Linked DNA regions of Oryzias latipes: region 1 is linked to region 2. The links are chromatin contacts, called in public Hi-C maps. All regions are on one chromosome and are shown on one strand. Each heading gives the region's core, a stretch centred on a gene start, on an enhancer-like site or on the middle of the called end of the contact. The rest is flanking DNA. Distances are from core to core; before and after follow the strand shown.

The links. Hi-C and Micro-C count contacts between places; a contact is called where the count stands out from the background.
Region 1: a Hi-C map of embryo shows a contact between it and region 2, with 3 times the contacts expected there. The contact joins two enhancer-like sites. A contact is called at or near these places in 4 of 5 Hi-C or Micro-C datasets (embryo and fibroblasts).

The regions. Positions count from the first base shown.
Region 1 is chr11:23,933,744-23,938,736 of ASM223467v1, reverse strand. No RefSeq gene overlaps it. Among protein-coding and RNA genes, the nearest start is that of LOC101169467, 8.8 kb to the left of the region's middle. Within about 2 kb of position 1,561, at least 4 of the 8 cell types and tissues checked have an H3K27ac peak or open chromatin away from gene starts, as enhancers often do. A contact at or near this core is called in embryo, where this site is marked.
Region 2 is chr11:23,737,666-23,742,583 of ASM223467v1, reverse strand. jarid2 (protein Jumonji) reads left to right here. Exons shown (of 18, transcript XM_023960183.1): 7 at 1-1,346; 8 at 1,895-2,442; 9 at 4,463-4,555; 10 at 4,658-4,776; 11 at 4,868-4,918. Among protein-coding and RNA genes, the nearest start is that of dtnbp1, 40 kb to the right of the region's middle. Within about 2 kb of position 3,538, at least 1 of the 8 cell types and tissues checked has an H3K27ac peak or open chromatin away from gene starts, as enhancers often do. A contact at or near this core is called in embryo, where this site is marked.

The sequences.
Region 1 (4,993 bases), core at 312-2,811, 200 kb before region 2:
GTTGTACAAATATTGTGTGTCTTGGAGTGAAATAAATGACTTTATAAAAAGGTGTTTTTGTTTCTGCTATTCTGCTATATGTTTCTGTTTCTGTATTTTTGAGTATTTGTCATAAAGGCAAACTGAATTTTTCTCCTCTATTGTTTCAAACTTCTGACTTCTTATATATATATATATATATATATATATATATATATATATATATATATATATATATATATATATATATATATATATATATATATATATATATATATAACTTCCCTTTTTAGATGTTTTAATAAAAAAAAACAAGTTAGCTGTAAGTTAAAGGACTTAAGCTGTGCATTTTCATGTTTTATTCATAGCTGTTTTTTTTTTAGATCTTTTTGGGTTTAATGTTTACATTTATTTTAACTTACTCCTACTTTTCATTTGCATTTATGTGGATTTCTTTAAAGTTCGACTCCGATCATCTTTTTATCTATTTTAAAAGCGTTCCCAGTGGTTTCTTAATTATCAGAGTGGGTCTGTAAGTATTTTCCTTCTGTTTAAGTCCTCTTATTTAAGTGCCAAGGTGATTTTAAGGTGCAGCACTAAGGGTCAAAAACACAATCTAACTAAAATAGATTAGGTGTCATTATTATCCAATGCAGTTGAGATCATTCCAAGATGGCCACTTTGTTTTAACTGTATTTTTGTATACAAAAAATCGACTTATATTGAAGAGTTGTGGGTGTAATCTCTGTACTGAGCAAGCAAAACGTGACAGTGAAGAGAAAAAGTTCCTCTAAATAAAGAAGGACAAGAGAAACCTCTAGCAGAACCAGATGTGAGCTGTTGGCAGTTTGAGAGGACATCTTTTTTAAAACAAGAAGTAGACACACCTTTAATCACATTTTATTGGGTCGAAAAAAAAAAAAATCCAACACACACATAATAGAGTTGCCACCACCTGAGGGTGCCATCGTCATACCAGCCCTCGCAGATGGACATGTGCTCAGGCACGTACACAGGCCTGCATTAACTCATTGTCTGGATCTCTCTTTTACTGCGCCACTTCTCAGACTAGCGGCCTGCTTACTTTCCGTCTTGCGTGAGTTGCAAAGACTTTGTGATTTGTGAGAATCTTTTGATGTGCAAAGTGGGAGAGGCCTGCAGCCTGATCTGGCCTTTGTCCCGGTGTCACCAAAGCTTACAGGGCAGTGGAGGAAAGTGAGAGAAGCGCTTCTGCAAAAGCAGATCATTTTTAATGGAGCTTGGATTCACTATAAAAGGTGAACGCCTGGAAAAAAAAAAGACTTTTGGAGGCAGAAAATGCTTTTTGCGGCATTGTTGTTTATTTTCATGAGTTCTATCCTACAAGATTTTCAGTAATCTTCCTGATAAATAGAAGATTCCCGTGTTCCTGCCTGATTCAGCATCTGTTCTGATCCTTCAAACACCTCCTCCGTCCTCCAACGCACTTTTCTTCTCAAGAGAAATGTAGAGCCACTACTCATTTGCTTCTTCTGCCTTCAGACTGAAAACATCAGCCATCTGGTCGAGGGGTGAAAGGTCAAACCTCAGGCTGGTAATGAGGGTGGCGTCGCTAGGGGGATGTAGAAGTGGTTTTGTGTGTGCGGGCCTCACTGAGCGTGCCTGCTTCCTGAGAGAGCGCATTAAACATTAACAAGTCCGCTCTGCACGTCCTGAGGAAAGACAGAAGAGAGAGAGACGGTGTTTTCACACAGTGACTTTAGGCGCAAACATATGCAGGTGGATGCAAGAATGCAGACATGTCGCACAAGCACGGAATCCTGGAATGAATGTGGAAACACATTTGCCTCCAGTCACTGTGGCTGCAAAAAGCTTTTCTTGTTTATTGATTTGGCCTTCCTACATCCCATCTATCAATAGCTTTGGTCAATGCAGGGAAGGAAAAAAATGCATAAAGACAGCTGGTGTGACAAAGGAGCATGAGTGTGTGTGTTCTCCAGCATTTTCTTTCACCGGAAACACTTGATCCAACACATTTAGTACATTTGGTTCAGTTGTTTTTCACTAGGCTAAATGAGCTCCTCCTGACTTATACTGCAGCATTTGTGGCTCTAAAGCAGGGGTGTCAAACCCATTTTCACAGAGGGCCACATCAGCATAGTGGCTGTCCTCAAAGGGCCAGATATAACATATACATGTACCTAAATGTAATGAAAAATAAACGTAACTTTCTTAATGTTATATAACTCATTATCTATTTATTATAACTTTTTAAGAGACAATTAAAGTTGCATAGAAAACATAAGTTTGCTTGTTACTCTAGCATAAATCCTTTTAAATTTGATTCTGTCAGGTTAGGTTATATGGACAGTGTTTAAGTCCTAATGTATAGTTGCCCAATCTGATATTTCAAGTCTGATTCCCCCTACATATAAATAAATACATACCAATTTTTATTTTAAGAAATTAAAAACCTTTATGCTCTCGCGGGCCACATGAAATGACATGGAGGGCCACATTTGGTCCCCGGGCCTTGAGTTTGACACATGTGCTGTATAGGAACTTCAGCTGTTAGAGTTGTCAACCCAGCCCCCCCTTTCTCTTGTTGATGTGGGTCATAAACTCTTTCACCAAACATCAAGTGCATATTTTATTCATTTTCTGTTGTTGCAGATTAGTTGACATGGTTGATAAGGTGTGGATATTTCTGGTTTGATTAATGACGTGTTAAGGGACTTTCTTCATCATTTTGTATTCGTCCATTTGGACGACATTTTGATTTTTTCCAGAGACCTGGACAAACATAGGCGACATGTTTGTCTGGTTCTCCAGTGGTTGCTAGAGAATAAACTATATGTCAAGGCAGAGAAGTGCCAGTTTCACTCCCCCTCTGTTTCTTTCCTGGGCTTTGTGATTGCAGGCGGGGAGGTGAGGCCAGATCCGGCCAAGGTGAGTGCAGAAGCTAATTGGCATGTCCCCACTTATCGTAAACAGCGTTTCTTGGGTTGTGTTTCCTTCCTTCGTCACTTCGTCTGTAAGATAAGATAAGATAAAACTTTATTCATCCCACAATGGGGAAATTCTTTAAACAATGGGGAAATTCTCTGTAACTTCAGCGCTCCTCCGCCGGCATCATAGATGGTCAGCCAACCTACACTGGTCGATGCCTGCTGGATGCCAGACGGCGGGGCAGGGGTCTTCCATACTTTGTGGACTGAGAGGGTTATGGCCCTGAGGAGAGGTCATGGACCCAGCCCTCATTCGTGAGTTTCACCGCCGCCACCTGGGCAAGCCTGGCGGTGCACCCAGAGGTGCCTCTTGAGGAGGGGGTACTGTCATCTTAATGGGTGCACCTGTACTTAATTGTCTCATCCTTCCATGATCCCAGTGTTCCCTCCACTTGTTTGCCAGATCATGTTGTTTCCAGTGTTCTGTTCAGAACAGAGGAGAGGTATCTGCATTTGGAACTTGCCAGTTTGTGTCCAATTTATGTGGAACTTTAGGAAAATATATGGACCACAAAGCTCCATTCTGTCTAAATTAAATAGATTGAATGCAATTACAAAATAGAATAAAATAGATTTAGTTTTTGCATTAATGCATAATACAAAAGATCTATATTAAATGTAAATATTACAGCTGTCTGGGATCTTTTTAGGGTTAGAAATGAATCTTAAAGTAACTTTAAAGCTCCACTATGATACAAATTGTTTATTGGGTGTTCTGGACATGTTCTTGTGGTATCTTTCTCATGATGTAGGAGATATATAAAGAAAATTTTAATTGCATTTCTGAGTATTTCTATATTCAAATTATGATGAATCATGAGCAGACGAAAGAAACATTATTTGAAAAAGAGCTTATTTGTGATGTAGAAAAAAAACTTTTCACTTTGAGAAAAAAACTTTTAGAAACAAACCACTCTTTGTCTCTTGGATGAAGTTGTTTTTGCTGCATCACTCACTGTTTTGTAGCCTGTACCAAGCTGAGCCATCGCTGTCTCTAATGTCTGACACCATTTGTTTTTTTTTTCTTGTCAGACAGACTGTGTGTTGTGACTCAATGTGACAAGGAGAAAGCAGTTTGTGAGACACGCAGAGGAGCAGAATCAGCATCTCAGCTTCTGAGTCACTTTCGAGCACAGTAAAGGTAGCTCAACTTATTGTTGCTCACATAGGAAAAAAGTTGCAAGAATAGTTTAAACAACTCTAACCTTTTTGTTGGTTTTTTTTTGCTAAAATTATGTTCCACTGGCGTGACAATTTTTTTTTTTCAGTCACTGATTCCTTCATAACCAGTTATGTTCAGTCCCAAGTAGTTTGGGGTGGGATATATTGAGAGGTGAAATTTAGGCTTATTAAACATTTTCTGTCAAAGTTTTAAATTGGAATAAAAAAGGGGTGGAACCAAGTGACAATCACAATGCCATAAAAGCACCGTATGTTCCGCACATTTGGGAGCAACGGATTTTAAGATGTACCATCAATGAATGAATGGTCTAATTTTGAACTAACGTCATATATAAGGCACACCGACCTAAAAGATGCATTAAGCGAGACAAACAAGTCAGAGATAAGTTGGTCAGTAAGGCTTTCACTCCCGAACTTGTTGGTAACTCGCTACACGTTAGTCATGTGAGAAGCATTAGCTGCATAAGTACATTCAAAACCTTGTTTTTTCAACACGTAAAAAAACATCTCAATACTGCTAAAATCTACATTACTGTGACCACGCTAACTCCCAACCTAGTTAGTAACACCTAGAAAACCCCACAATCCAATACTACTACACATTAGCCACATTAGCATTTTACAATAACACCCAGCCTATTTTTTTTTTTACAAGTTTTTTAACTTGTCCTGTCCAACAGCTGAGCAAACAGATGAGAGCTGAAGGCCTCTTGTGTTGGACATATTTTACTTTTCCTACAAGGGGTTATTAATCTTCTGACACGCAAGGTGTATATTTGAATAAACCCCTTTTGTAATTTAATTTTATTTGTATCTGTTTTTTGTTGAATCCATTTACAAGACGT
Region 2 (4,918 bases), core at 2,289-4,788:
GTACACAGCCACCGTGTCCAAGGGCCACGTCACATACACCAAAGCCAAACTGAAAGAACTGGGCAAGAAAACCAAACTCAGCAGCAGCAACAAACATAACAACGCCGCCTCGGCAACATCTTCAGCGAACAATCACAATCAGCACAGCCAGCCAGCAGCCAGCAACGGGCTGGCCAACTCAGGAAAAGCAGCAGCACCAGCCCATCACAGCAATGCAAAAACCCGCAAACAGGTGCTACTGTCCAATGGGCTGCACAACGCGTCTGCCAACGCCCGGCCCAACGGCAGGCTGAACGGGCAGCGGCACAACTCCCTGGCTAATAAGGAGGTCAGGCAGAAACACTGCCAGCAAGGCCAGAGTGAATGCCCAGGTCGAGAGGGACTGCGCAATTCCAAAAGGCGTCTGGAGGTGGTGCTCAACTCGGTGGCTACAGGAACCGCTGAGCAGAAAGCCAAACCGAGCGGGACGGATCCTAAAAAGGCCAAGCTCCAGTCCACGCCTCTGGAGACGCGCAGCAGCAGCAAGAAAGTACATGAAGAGAAGGCGAGCAAGCAAAACCCCACCACTCCAGTTTCTAACGGACACGACTCAGAAACTGCCCCTCCCCCCAAACAAACTCAGCCTGTTACCCCCCCCTCCAAACAAAGCTCACCTCCTTCTACACCAGCAGCCAATGTGGAGCCGCTGAACCAGAGACCGAAGCGAGCGTCAGCTGGCAAGCTGATGTTGATACGACAAGCACAGCAGCAGCAGAGCAGGTCGCACGGTCGCAGCTCCTCCTCTTCCTCCCCTTCATTAGGACAGAATCACTCGCCAAACCCCTGCTCTGGCAGCACTACCTCAGACCCCCAACAAACTTCAGTTTCTTCCTCCTCCTCGTCCTCCTCCCCTTCTATCCCAGCTTCCACCAACAGCCCCGCTCAGCTCAAACCAGCAGCCGCGCGGCCCGCCGACCGCGACAAGGAGTGGGAGCGCGAGAAAGACCTGACCCGTCAGAAGGAGCGAGACCAGGAGAAGGATTGGGACTGCCAGCGGAGCAGGCCGGACGGCTGGGCGGCACTGGGCGAAGCCCCGGTCTTCCGGCCGGCTCCAAGGGAGTTCCAGGACCCGCTGGTGTACCTGGATGCAGTAAGGGAACAGGCCGAGGTGGCTGGCATGTGCCGCGTGGCGCCGCCGCCGGACTGGCGGCCGGAGTGCAAGCTGAACGAGGAGATGCGTTTTGTAACACAGGTGCAGAGGGTCCACATGCTTGGCCGACGCTGGGGCCCCAACGTGCAGCGAATGGCTTGCATCCGCAAGCACCTTAAATCTCAGGGCATTACCATGGAGGAGCCGCCTGTCATTGGTACGTGATGGAAAACTGCTGAATGACCTAAATAGTGTAAAGATCCACTCTGATGAATATAGTGGCTAGCATTGTGTTAGCAGGGGTTCTTGTGGCATTCATCTGATGATGGAGGACATCTAGAAAGAAAGTTAAGCTTAAATTATTTCTTTATCCAAAATCATGATGAAGCAGAAGCAGATGAAAGAATCCTGTTTGAAAAAGAGCTTATTTGTCACGTAGAAAATACGCTGGACAGGCCACAAGCTCCCTGCTTTGCTGAAACAGAGAGCCCTCAGAAATGGGATGGGGAAGGGGGCGGGGTTGCTCTGTGCTCTGCACTGACAATTTCTGCAGAAACTATGTCCTAGAAAATGAAACAGGTTTTTTTGATTTTGGCTAAAAACTGCAAAATTATCATTAGAAGCCGACTGGGAACGGTTTTAGAACGGATCAAAAGATTATCGGAATGCGGTTTTGAGCAATGAACCTTCTTCCTGCACATCATTTTTGTTTGGAGTTTTTGCAAAAGAGATGTGTGGAAGCTGATTTCTGTCCTCCTCCTGCAGGTGGCTGTGAAGTGGACCTGTCGCGCTTTTTCCAGCTCATCAACGACATGGGGGGCATGCAGCAGGTGATGGACCTGAAGAAGTGGACCAAGCTTGCAGACCTCCTGCGCATCCCCAAGTCCGCGCAGGACCGGCTGGCCAAGCTGCAGGAGGCCTACCTCCAGTACATCCTCTCCTACGACTCACTCAATGCCGACGAGCGCCTTCGACTGCTGGCAGAAGTGCTGGAAGACAAAAAGAGGCTGGAGTCGCGGCGGGGCCCCCTGGAGGGCCTCTCTGACTCCTCTGCACCCAACGGACTCTCGCTGCCCCGCTACGAGCCAAAGAACGGGCTGGTCGGCGGGATCGTGGGAGGGACGACCGGGCATCACCGCACCAACGGAGTCTATCACTGCTTGAAGGAACTGAAGGCTCAGGTCAAAGCGGGTCGGCGCCGGCTCTTCGCTCAGGAAAAACAAGGCAAAGAGGACAGGCAGCACGGGGAGGAGCCGCACTCGGGGCAGGAAAATGGGGGCTTGTTTGGCGACCAACACAAATGCATTTACAAGGTAAGGAGGAAGAAGCCGCGAAGGTTAAAACCCCAGATGAGAGGCAGATAGAAGAATGTCCGTTCCCTGGGTGTTTCCTGTTATGCCTGTCATGTGACTTTAAGTCAATAAGTGCTGCTAACACCTCTTATTGTCATTTAAAGGTGAGCAGTTTCCATCAACGGCAGGGAAGCATCAGTGGACGTTGCTTCCCCATAGCCTCATTTGCCTGAACTTTACTTTTTAGTCTAATCTTACTGATCAGACACACTTTTACACCGTCCACTAGTTTCTATTTTTTTCTATCCTGGCATTTTTTATCAGGTTTTTGCTGAAAAGCCCGTTGAGCTCGCTGCTTTTCGTCTGTTTCTTTTTTAACTGTCTGAGCTCATTCCGAATTGAGACAAACGTGAGGTGAAGTCCACCTTTCCTCAAATGACATCAGCAGGCCCCGCCCACAGCACGACTCTTTAACTTGTTAAGGAAACCCATTTGCAAACCTGAAAATAAGATTTATTCCACTGATAGTGGAAGTCGGAGCACCAAGGGTTCATTGGCGCTCTGACTTTACGCCCCTTTACACTTCCTTTCTTAGCCTAGCATCCTCTTGTGTGCATTTCAGTTCTATCCCATCAACTCAGAGGTTAAGGTAAAATAACCTACTTATGACTGAAACTGTATATTTTGCCTACTCTTTGATCAAAAATTCAGTTTTTTATGCTTCATCTGACTGTTTTTTTTGTCTTACTATATGAGATCGGAGCAGCTGACGCGCTGCTGCGGTTTCAAATCGTTCCAAATGTTCAGCAGAAGGTTTGGTTACCGAACAAAAAAAAGCAAAAAAAAAAAAAAGAAAAGAAAAAAAACAACAAAAAAAGAAAAAGTGCAACAAAAAAAAAAGCATTTCACTTTTCACTTCACAACATAGTGTGTCTTATTTCCTCATGAAGTGGCAGCAGCTTGTTGTGTCTTGAGGCGGTCTTCTCCGGCGATCCTTCGGTTTTTTCTTCAGCGCCTTTGGTCTTCCTCGCTCACACGTGTCGCGTTCCCATCATCACGTCCTGTGGGCAGCTGTGAGGATCTGGCCAGCTGAAATGTAGGTCAGAAGCCCCCACCCCACACCTATCCGACAGCCCCGCCCCCATCCCCAATGCTAACCCCCTTCCACTCTGTCTCTATGCGTTAGCTTCCCGTTTCTACCCGGCAGCCCTCCCTCCTCGCGGTTTCTCCATCGGCAGATGACCTCGCTCTTTGTCGCCTCTCATCACTTTAACCCTAAACGCCTTTTCTTTCTCTTTGGAGATGACTTGTTTTGGTGTAAAGGCGCGGGGATTTGAGCGGAGGCTGTCAGTCACTGCGTGAAAGCGGCGGCCATGTTTGTCTGCTCCTGTGGCTCCTCTCCCCACACACCCAACGCCCCAAATCTGAGGCTCTTTTGATTCCAGTCTCTGTTGCTTTGGTAACGCCCGCCCCATTTAATAGAGTGAGTCGACCCGGAGTGATCAATAGACCTGTGAGGGACAGAGTCACACGGGAAGGGCCGTCCCACCTGGACAGGACAGGACAGGCTTGTCTTTAGTGTATGAAGGTAGAGTTTCACTAACTGCAAAACAGAATGGTAAGACGGTAAAAAAACATCCTTAGTTTTTGCCTTATCAAGAAAGTCTGTCAATAGCAAAATAATCTTAGTTCGTGAAAATCTTTCTTAGGTAAGACCTTTTTTGTTAACCCCATTGGCAGATTTGTTTTTTGCCTATTTAAAGCAAATCTACTTCTGGGTTAGAAATGTTGGACTTGTTTCTGTCATTGCAGTGAGGATAGCGTTAGACAGTGCAGGAGACGGTGTTGTTGGTGCTGAGCGGTCAGCTTGCTGTAGAAACGGACACGCGTGTTCCTCCGTCTGGCAGTGAAGGAGTCCATTGATGTCCAGCTGTCTTTTTTTAACTCATTGTTTTATTCAGCTTCAGCTCTTACTTTGCAAATCCCATCAACCCCCTGATCATCATCCCTTCCAGTGTTTGACATTATGTTTTGGTTGCAGGGGAAATCTGTGTCCTTGACCAACTTCTTCAGGATAGCTCGCAACACCATGACCATGTGCTTTAACAAGGAGCCGGGGGCCGCCGAGGTCGAGGTCAGCGCCCGATGTTTGACGTGGTCGTGGACTCGCCATCTTCCCCTGAAGTGAGATCGGTGCTAAAATCATGATTTGTATTTTCTTTTTTCTGTCTTTCAGCAAGAATACTGGAGGATTGTAGAGCAGAGAGACTCCCACGTGGCAGTGCATTGTGGGAAGGTGGACACGAGCACACACGGCAGCGGTTTCCCCACAGGAAAGTCAGAGCCATTCTCAAAGTGAGTGTCGTGTTTGAGGCGCCGGGCGTGGCGCCAACGTGACGCCCTGAAGCACAAACGCAGGACAAATCTCTGTTTTCTGTCTTCTCAGACACGGTTGGAACCTCACTGTCCTCCCCAATAACTCTGGATCCATTTTGAG